Linked DNA regions of Mus musculus: region 1 is linked to region 2. The links are chromatin contacts, called in public ChIA-PET maps. All regions are on one chromosome and are shown on one strand. Each heading gives the region's core, a stretch centred on a gene start, on an enhancer-like site or on the middle of the called end of the contact. The rest is flanking DNA. Distances are from core to core; before and after follow the strand shown.

Evidence for each region. ChIA-PET counts read pairs in DNA pulled down with a chosen protein or histone mark.
Region 1: an RNA polymerase II ChIA-PET map of memory CD8 T cells shows a contact between it and region 2, with 31 read pairs. The contact joins two enhancer-like sites. A contact is called at or near these places in 1 of 115 datasets of contacts at active chromatin or transcription factors (memory CD8 T cells) and 2 of 9 other capture datasets (adipose tissue and pancreatic islet).

What each region holds. Positions count from the first base shown.
Region 1 is chr12:36,017,804-36,022,802 of GRCm38.p6, reverse strand. It overlaps Tspan13 (tetraspanin 13), which reads left to right. Exons shown (of 6, transcript NM_025359.3): 3 at 1-50; 4 at 889-1,002; 5 at 2,200-2,313. Among named protein-coding and RNA genes, the nearest start is that of Tspan13, 22 kb to the left of the region's middle. Within about 2 kb of position 3,097, at least 44 of the 459 cell types and tissues checked have an H3K27ac peak or open chromatin away from gene starts, as enhancers often do. A contact at or near this core is called in memory CD8 T cells, where this site is marked.
Region 2 is chr12:35,913,116-35,918,028 of GRCm38.p6, reverse strand. No RefSeq gene overlaps it. Among named protein-coding and RNA genes, the nearest start is that of Agr3, 10 kb to the left of the region's middle. Within about 2 kb of position 2,233, at least 16 of the 459 cell types and tissues checked have an H3K27ac peak or open chromatin away from gene starts, as enhancers often do. A contact at or near this core is called in memory CD8 T cells, where this site is marked.

The sequences.
Region 1 (4,999 bases), core at 1,848-4,347, 100 kb before region 2:
TCCAGTTTTCAGTATCTTGTGCTTGTTTAGCTCTGAATCGGGAGCAGCAGGTGAGTAAAGGTTTTTGGTTTTTTGTTTTGTTATTGTTTGTTTGTTTTGTTTTTGAGATATAGGGTCTTATTGTGTAGCTCTGACTGTCCTAGAGCTCACTATGTAGACCAGATTGGTCTCAAACTCACTGAGACCCACCTGCCTTTGCCTGCTGAGTGCTGGTATCAAAGGCATGCACCGCTATGCCCAGCTAAGGGAAGCTTTTACTCGATTCTACTTTATTGTGATACCACATAGCATGACTATGAAAATGTTGGGAGAGAGGACTAGAGAATAAAACTATTTCTTTTTGTCAAGAATGCCAGTTTACTCCCTCTCACTGCTTAAGTGGCCGGTGGAAATGATTGCAGGCAAAGGTGACATCAGGTCTTGGTAATTTGTATCTGTAAATAAGACAGAACTCTCACTGGGTAAAATTTGCTGTTGTTGAAAGATGGTTCCTGCCTTTCCCCACTGCTGGGCAGTCGCCTGAGGGTCTGTGGTTTCCGTCCATCAACTACTCCTTTCAGAGTCTTAATTTATAAAGAAAATATGGGTTTCTGTCTAGGAACAACTGAAACTGTATTGTTTGTGCCTTTGAACCAAGTCTTGTTTTTAAATTGGTTGTAAAAACCAGGACCTTTTCATTTATAGGCTAGCCATAGTACCTTCTTTTTTTTTTCAGATCAAGGGATGAGCTTTTGAAAGAGTGTAACAGTTTTGAGGCTATTGATTTTCTATGCTCTGCTCCTAGCTGCAGGCTGGCCTCTGTATGTTACTTAGGGATTATGATACATTGTTACACAGGGATGATGATACATTGTTACACGGGGATGATACATTGTTGTAATTTCTTAGGGTCAGCTGCTGGAAGTCGGATGGAACAATACTGCAAGTGCTCGAAATGACATCCAGAGGAATTTGAACTGCTGTGGCTTCCGGAGCTATAACCCAAATGACACCTGTCCAGCTGTAAGTCCAGAAAGGTTTTCTTTAGTGTTTCACATACAGTTTAATAATGATTAACAGAAAAGTGGTCTTTCTGGTACTGAATTGTGTTTCAAAATTGTTTGACATAGGCCTCTGTTGTATTTCTCACATTTGTCACATTTGCTCATCTATGTCCGGAGAGATACATCGCATTTATTTATTTATTTATTTATTTATTTATTTAGTAAAAATACACTGTAAAACATTCAACCACCACACAGAGGCCTGTCGCTTGTGTAATTCTAGATTTTTGTCATGCTCATAGTTGACAGTAGCCATCACACCAGTCTCAGGAGGCTGAAATGAGGTGTCAGCAGAGACTGAAATTCACCCAAGGCTTGCTGTCCTCTGCCTGGCTCAATGGTTGTTTGTAGACCTTGACTCACTGTAGTTGTAGGATTACAAGCCCTGTTGGCTTAGTGGCATTCAGCTGGTGTCTCCGTGACCATTAGTTGTCACCAGTTAAGTAGTATTGCTGTGAAGAGACCCCATGACTAAGACAACTCTTACAAGAGAAAGTGTTTGATTGGGAGCCTGCTTACGGTATGAGAGGTTTTCCATTTTCACTGTGGAGGGGAGCAACCTAGCATACAGGCATGTCCTGGAAAAGTAGTTGAGAGCTACATTTGGATCTACAGGCAGATTGTGTGTGTGTGTGTGTGTGTGTGTGTGTGTGTGTGTGTGTGTGTGTGTTGGGGGGGGGGAGGGGCTGGAGAGAATGAACCGACCCTAGACTTAGCATGGACTTTTGAAACCTCAAAGCTCCATCCCCAGTGACATACTTACTCCAGCAAGACCATACCCACTAATTCTTGTAATCCTTTCAAACAGTTCCACTCCCTGGTAACCAGGCATTTAAATATATGAGCCTATGGGGTGCCATTCTTATTCAGATCACCACAGCTGGGTATCACTTACAATGCAAGCAAGTTACTGGAGAATCTGTGGTACTAGACCAAAATCTTACACAAGGCAATCTAGACATCTACCAATCCTATCCCAGGCTCTAGAAGGGGACAGACCGATGGGTCCTACAGAGCATCTACAGGACTTGACCATCTCAGAAACTTGCACACAATTTAAAATTTATACCCAAACTGGATGGAGCACTCTAGGCCTGAATTTCGACGGGTTGTGAACATACGCTGAAGTAACAAGTCTTTCCTTTTATCGATACAGAGCTGTGCTAAAAGTACCCAGAAGTGCTCCTCGTGCGCCCCCATAATCGGAGAGTATGCTGGAGAGGTTTTGAGGTTTGTTGGTGGCATTGGTCTCTTCTTCAGTTTTACAGAGGTATGTAGCTGGACTTTGGCTACTTTGTGGGTTTTTCTTTCTTCGATCCCCCCCACCTTTTTTTTTATTTTACCCTTCTAACCCTCCAATACTAGATAGGAGAGAAAGAAAAGAACAGAGGAGAAAGGGGGTGACTTTGGTTTCAGACTTGGGACAAGCAGCTGAGGTGCATTTTTTACATACCAATGTGAACCAGGCCTCCAGGTTCTCCCAGCATCCCTCGGGCCCTGTCATGGCTGATACCCCGCCCTCTATGATGAACTTTGCATCCCAGGGGCTAGGCTTCCCCCAGAAGCTCCTCCCTATATAATCCAGAACTTTTTTTGTCTCCCTCCCTCCTTTCTCCCCTCTCTCCTTCTCCCTTACCCTCTCCCTGACCTTCTCTCTCCCTCCCTCATTCCCCCCCTCTCCCTCTCTTTCCCTATCTCTGCCCTTTCTTTGTATCCTCCCATCTGTCTCCTTCTCTCTGGCGACTTCCAGGCCTTATTGTTTGGGACTGGTGAACCTGCCTGAGAACTTCCCCCCAATGAACCTGCCTTTATACTTTAATTCAGCTTGAATTGGCTCATTTCATCAGAGAAGAATACCTATCAGTGACATTATCATTAGACTATTTCCTGCTGATCAGGGCATCAAGTTCCTTGGGGCAAGTTTGATCTTTGCCCTCAGGATGTCTAACTTTTTCTTCTTATCGTTTCTTTGTGCACAGCTACGTAACAAACCACAACCACAGCAACCAACAACCCACACTGCCTCTGGGGCCCTAGCATTTATATCCCCTCTGTAAAGTCCCTAGAATTTCAGATGTCATATACTCGCAGAAACTGTCTGCCGCTGCAGAACCATGCTTCCCCTCCTAGAGCATGAGGTAAATCATAGCCAGCTGCTGTGGACAGTCTGAAGCAGCCCCATGTCCCTCGCCTGGGATTAAAGCTCATACGGAGTTCAGTTTTGTATGACTAGAAGACAGAGCATTGTACTTCAGCATCAAACATGATACTCGAAAGGTATCAGTGCTCATCTTCCTTGAGATCACTTGGTGTGATGGGAGCACCCTTAGCTTAGAATCTGAACGTCTGAGAAATTTGGCATGAACTTTATGATGGGGGTGACATTCTTGATCTGTTTGGACCTGTATAAATTATAATAAGTGAAATCAGATTAGTGTGGAGTAACTCTGGACTTTTCTTTCTAGAGTTACACGATAAATTATAGTTAAGTTTTGTATTAAGGAATACGTGTTAATATATGTTAATTATATAATGTGTTAAAAATGTTAATATACGTTAACATATAATATATACACTATACATATTGCTTTTAAGAATTGCCTTTGTTGCCGGATGTTGGTGGTGCATGCCTTTAATCCCAGCACTCAAGAGGCAGAGACTGGTGGATCTCTTGAGTTGAGGCCAGCCTGGTCTAGAGAGGATAGCCTGGGCTACATAGAGAAGCTCTGTCTTGGGGAAAAAAGGCTGGTAGCTGAGGAAAATTGGGAGCAGGAGAGATGAGGTGGTCTTTCCCACATGGACTAATTGATTATCCAATTCCAAATGGGCAATCCTGAAACATACACAGAAATAATAGTATATGGATTAGGAAGGTTATATTTAGGAATATATATATATATATATATATATATATATATAAATGTATATATATGCATTAACAATTTTTTGAGGTTTTTGTTTTGTTTTGATTTTTGTTTTTCGAGACAGGTTTTCTCTGTATAGCCTTGGCTGTCCTGGAACTCACTCTGTAGACCAGGCTGGCCTCAAACTCAGAAATCTGCCTGCCTCTGCCTCCCGAGTGCTGGGATCAAAGGTGTGCGCCACCACTGCCCTGCAATGCAGTAACAATTAATGTAAGAAAATGCTATGAATTTAAAAGAGATAATATGGGAGGGTTTGGAGAGAGAAAAGAAGGAAATGAATGTATTATATAATATTAATAAAAGTAAAAATAAAAGAAGTGTAAAAATTATTTTACTTTCAACATTGAAAAATCACTGTGAAATTTTCTCCCATTTTCTTATTACTACCTTTCTAAAACCTACAGGTAACTACTGTTATTATTTGTATATGTTTATATTAAGTTAATATGTTTTACTAACAAGTAAATTTTATATATTTTTAAACAAAACCAGAATGCTGTACTAAATTTACAATACTGAATTGGTAATAAGTATCAAGACAAAATTTTGGTTTTGAGCTGGGGTTTTATTATATAGCCCCTGCTGGTCTTATATTCCCTTTTTCTTAGCCTCTTGGGTGCTAGTATTAAAGGTCTGATCTGCCAACAATTCTGTTTTAACTAAAAAAAAAAATCCATGCATATTACTTTATTTTATGGAAATAATTGTATAACAACATAAAATAGACACACAAGGCTATTTATAAGCAACTTTTATAAAGATTTACTTTTAATTATATATATGAATATGTGTCTATGTGTAGTAGGTATGTGCACATGAGTGTAGATGTCAGGGGAGGCCAGCAGGGGGCGTCAGGACTTATGGCTGTGGAGGAGCAGATGGTTGTGAGTCACTAGACGTGGGAAGCAAACTCCAGTGCTCTGCAGGAATACCAAGTACTCTCTTCACTGCTGAGCAGTCTCTCTAGCCTTCAGGGCATTATTTTTTTTTATAATATTTGGGTACCTTTTACTTCTTGACAATATGCTAGTT
Region 2 (4,913 bases), core at 984-3,483:
ATGAGAATTAAAGGCCAAGTCAATGCTGATAGCAGAGTAGTTAGCCAGGGGACTAAGAGAACAGAGACTTGTACCAATTATTTCTCTAACCATGGCAAGATTTTTCTCTAATTACTCCTGATCAATTAGCATACAACAGCAGGTTTCTCCCCAAACCATCAATAGTTTCCTTTATTTCATGAGAAGTCTAAACCTCTATAATTTTGTAGGACCATTTCTGAAAGGGAATCTAACTGATGTTTTGATTCAGGAACTGAAAATTTTAATACCTCTAGGTCCTGATCCACCTACATATTTCATTTGGAAAACACCAGAAGAGGCAAATTTAGTCACACCAAATTTAGTGCATGCCCACTAAATAGTCTCAGAGGCCCAATATGTTGTTATCCATATGAATTATCCCATATGGCAGAATATCAGGCACCAGAATAAGGGGAAGTGTCTAGGTTGAAGGTTTTTAATATTAGATAAGTTTTAGCCCCTTCTAAGCCATCTAATGTTAATTTGGGCTGTGCCTAATCACAGTGATTTTGTCAGTCAGTGGGCTGAGTCCTTCCCTATCCATTTGTAGTACGTGGACTGGGTATCAAAGCACAATCCACAAACCTGACTGATCTTTGGCTGGAAAGGATTAACTCTATTCCCAAGAACTCTTTCTATGGCAGAGTCAAGTTCCCTGGGTTTTTTTGTGTTTTCCAAAGGCCAGAATCTTTTAAAGAATTTTCTTTAGAAAAAACTCAAATTTAATTTTCCACCTTTGTGATGGAAACTCTCTTGGTTTTGGCAGCCAGGGTATCTAGCAACGAGGCATGTATAGAATTTTAAACTCTGTATTCTGATCTCAAAATATAAATTCCCGTTTCTCCTTTTCTTCATACAACCACATACTTAAAGTAGGGGGTCAATAAGTAAAGGCCAAGGTGGAATATGATTTCTGGTCTACAGTCATACTAGTTAATACCTTCTCTGGAGCTGACTTCTTCAATTCCTAGGTCCAAACTTGAAGGCCCTGAGGGTCGGACCATAACCCTGTATTTATATTAAACACAAGTCTCAGGAGAAAGTAGAGGGGCAGGGAGTGTAAGGGCCCAGGGCTCATTGAAACCTTAATTTTAAGTCTGGAGATGGTTTATTTGGCAGCAGCATCTATGGCTTCTTCTTTCTTAACCTGTAATGATATCTGTAATGCCAGATATCTTCACAGCCTTAGGATTGGAGAGAATCACAGTGTAGAGTCCCTTTCTAGTTGATTTCAGTGCCCTGTTGGCTATCTGCCTGACACAGACAATGTCACTGGGCTGGGACAAAGGAAAACTGGTGATGGATTAGGAGGTCAGCTGGCTCTCTTGAATACACCAATGGACAGCCTTTATGGAAGACTGGAGTACCTATGGTAACTTGAGAAAGGAACGGTTAGAGAGTTCTGCCAACTGCTGGTGTCTGAGCCTGGGGAAGGTCTTCCAAACATAATCTCAAGGAGAACATAAATCCACTGGTATGGGGACCAGTGGGCTAAAGCAAAGGAAGGAGATCTATCTACCCTCTGGCAGACTCTAATGAGAGTTTTGTTAAAGTTTCTTTTAATGTCCTGTTTATTCTTTTTACCTGGCCAGAACCCTGAGGTCTACATGCACAATGAAGTTTTCAATGTATGTCTAAGGCTTTAGATATTAATTGAGAGGTTTTGACTATGAAAGTCAGGCTGCTAACCCCAATTGTTAAGGGAGAGGCTATGTTAGGGGAACAGTTTCTTTTCTTTTCTTTTCTTTTCTTTTCTTTTCTTTTCTTTTCTTTTCTTTTCTTTTCTTTTCTTTTCTTTTCCTTTCCTTTCTTTCTTTTAGGGGATCAATTTCTAGAGGATCATCTTAGCTCCTATTTAAGCAGCTTCAGCCTGGGTAGAGGATGTTTCTACCTATCCAGAAAAAGAATCTTTAAAAACTACCAAGTACTTTTATCCTCCCCCAGCAGGCTGGATCTTGGTGAAATCAGTTTCCCTAGAGTTTGTGGGGCTTTTGATCTCTTATTTGGACCACTTCCTGGACTTTGAATTCACTTGAGCAGAAACTGGGTATCTGACTGAGACATTCTGTGCTAGGCATACAGTCTAGGTATAACATATCATGGTCTGAGCAGCTCAGAAAGTTTTGTGGACCTCAGATGAGTAGCCTGGTGAAGGTCAGTTCCCAGAGTCCTGCCAGTTGTTTCTGGGAGAATGATTTTTACTCTTGTGTCCTCCATCGAGCACCAGGTGTGAGCTGTGCATTTCTTCTTTACCATGGAGGCTCAGGCTGTACCATATTGTGGTATGACATCAGAATATCAACAGGCCCCACTGGTCTTAGTGCCATTTGTCCAGCAACCAGGTCAGCAGCCCAGCAATGGAGAACAGCACTTTGTCGTGGGAGCCAAATGGCCTCAAGGAAAGGCAAGATTTTTAAAATATTCTTTTTCCTAGTGGTGAGAAGCCCTCTTTCTCTATAGATTATACTGTGGACATGTCTGGAAGTAAAAACATACCTGATGGTCCATGTAAATGTTGGTGGAATTTTCTTTTCCCTGTCTGATAGCTAGGGTCCGATCAACCTGTTCTGCTCTCTGGGCTGAGGTACCTGGCTTGGGCCCAGATCATTTCAGTTAAAGGAACTACTGCAGCTCTCAAGTACCTGTTTTTTTATCTTTCACCTCCTGACAGTCATGGATGAATACCTGTGGGACATCGCCAGGGAAAAGAGTAGCAAGATTAATGGCAATGGGTTTCTCAAACTGGATTCAAGGATGGGCCAGGAGAAGGGCCTGGTCCTGACTTATATAGTCACTTGATAGTGTTCTAGAGCTGCTCAGAGGACAGCTTCAACTCTGTCATGGGTGCTGTGAATATAAGACCTTGATCCAGAGTTAACTTGTTTGCTTTCTTTCATTAAACTAGCAGAAACAGCCACAGCTCTTAGATAGATGCGGACATCCTGTAACTACAGAGTCTAGTGGTTTTGACAGGCATGTTACAGGACACTCCCATGACACCAAAGTTTGTGTTAGAACCACTTTTTGTCTTCTGTTTTATCTCAGTCCAGATTACAGGCTCAGTGTCCTCCTTTGTGCTGGTTATACAGACCTTGCTGTTTCCAGAAACTTTGGTACCCAGAGGCAGCAATATCCTGCTGTACCTGTCTCTCAGATCTCAAACTCTCAAACTTGTCTCTCCGTCTTTGCAATTGGGATCTTAAGGATGGCAGAAATCCTACTCTGAAACAGGCTCATTTTGTCTCTCCTTATGGTAGCCAAGATAAGTAGACTCTGATGTATAAATTTGGGCTTTCTTAGCTGACATTCTATAGTCCTACGTCTACACTCCATAAGCAACTATTTTCCTAGGAAACCTTTGACAGAAAGACAGGAAGTCTGCATTTAGTGTCTTTAAATACTGGGGCAACCTAGTTCAGTTATGTTGCCCACTGTAATCTCCCATTGGGTCTTTTCATTTCTAAGTAAAGATGTATTGGCTCACCTCTGCCAATGAGAGGCTGAAGAACACACCTTTCAAGTCTAAGACACCTCTTTCTCTGGAAGAATCACTCTCAGAATCAGAGGTCCCAGATTTCTTCACAGGCAGGAGAGGCATATTCCAGAGTTACTGGCAGGTCACCAGTATGTCTATCTCTTCAACCCAGGCAATATGGATTTCAATTTCCACTTTTGTTTCCAGGATCCTTGGGTATTGTTTAATCTGGATAGATGTAGCTGAACTGGTTAGTTGAATAATTATAGGAGCTAGCTGTTGGGCCATTCCTGTGGGCTTGATTGTTTGTTTTTCCTGATAGAGGGTGAGACACTAATATTTTGTTGAATATCTGTAAATCTAACTGTCTCATCATCAGAGAAGGCGACAGTGACTTTTTTTGCACAAGTGTCAGTTTATGAAAATGGTCTCCTAATCAGTTTTGTGTTCTTAAACACCCTTTAAGCTATCTCCAGCAATTAGGACCTACTTATCCCTTTAATTTGTTTATACTTTTAATTTTTTTAACTTTTATAACTTCTTTTCTAATATCTGGGGCCAACTGGGTGACAAAGGAAATCTTTTTAGTAACCATTTTGTTTTCAATCCATTCCAAAGGACCTAGCCAAAGCTGTTTAAAGACTCCTTGGTCAATGTTGAACAGAAGGGAAAATCCATTTTGTTTATTTTTTAACTTTATTTCAGAGAGTGGTGGGTTTTGTGGGTCATTGGTTTAAAGGAGACATAAATCACAAAAAAGAAAGGAGTGAAACTTTTTCTTTTCCTTTGGGCTCAGCCAGGGGAACATATCCCCTTTTCCTGGGGCTGCTTATAGCAGGCACAGAGGAGAGGAGAGAGGGACTCACCTGGAGAAACCATTTCCTCCTTTTTGTGTGCATTTTAATTAGATGGCAGGGGGCTGAGGGCCCCAGCTTCTCCCCACCCACTACATGGGAACCTACTTTAACTGTGAGCAGAAGTCAAGTAACAAAACAAGCAAATGTTCCTGCTCTCTGAGTGGTTCAGGTGGAGGTTTTTAGGGTTTCTCTGGCAAAGAAAAAAAAATATATACAGGTCTCCAACAGGAGGGGACACAGGTCTTAAGGCTAGGGGATTCTCATACCAGGGAAAGCCAGTCGTCAATACAGGTAAACAGAACTGACAGAAACACATAGAAAGACACACAGAGACACACATGCACATAGAGAGACACAGAACAGACAACCACGCGAGGCCACCACACATTCATACACCTGAACAGACAGAAGGATCCAGTGACATCTGACATGGATCCCAGACACTGGATCAGTGGCCCCACCTGACCTCTCCTACTTTTCTAAACAGAGGTGCCTCAACAGGACTTACCTCCCGAGGTAACAGACCAGGTGGCTTTCTAATCTGTTTCCTTTTGGGGTAG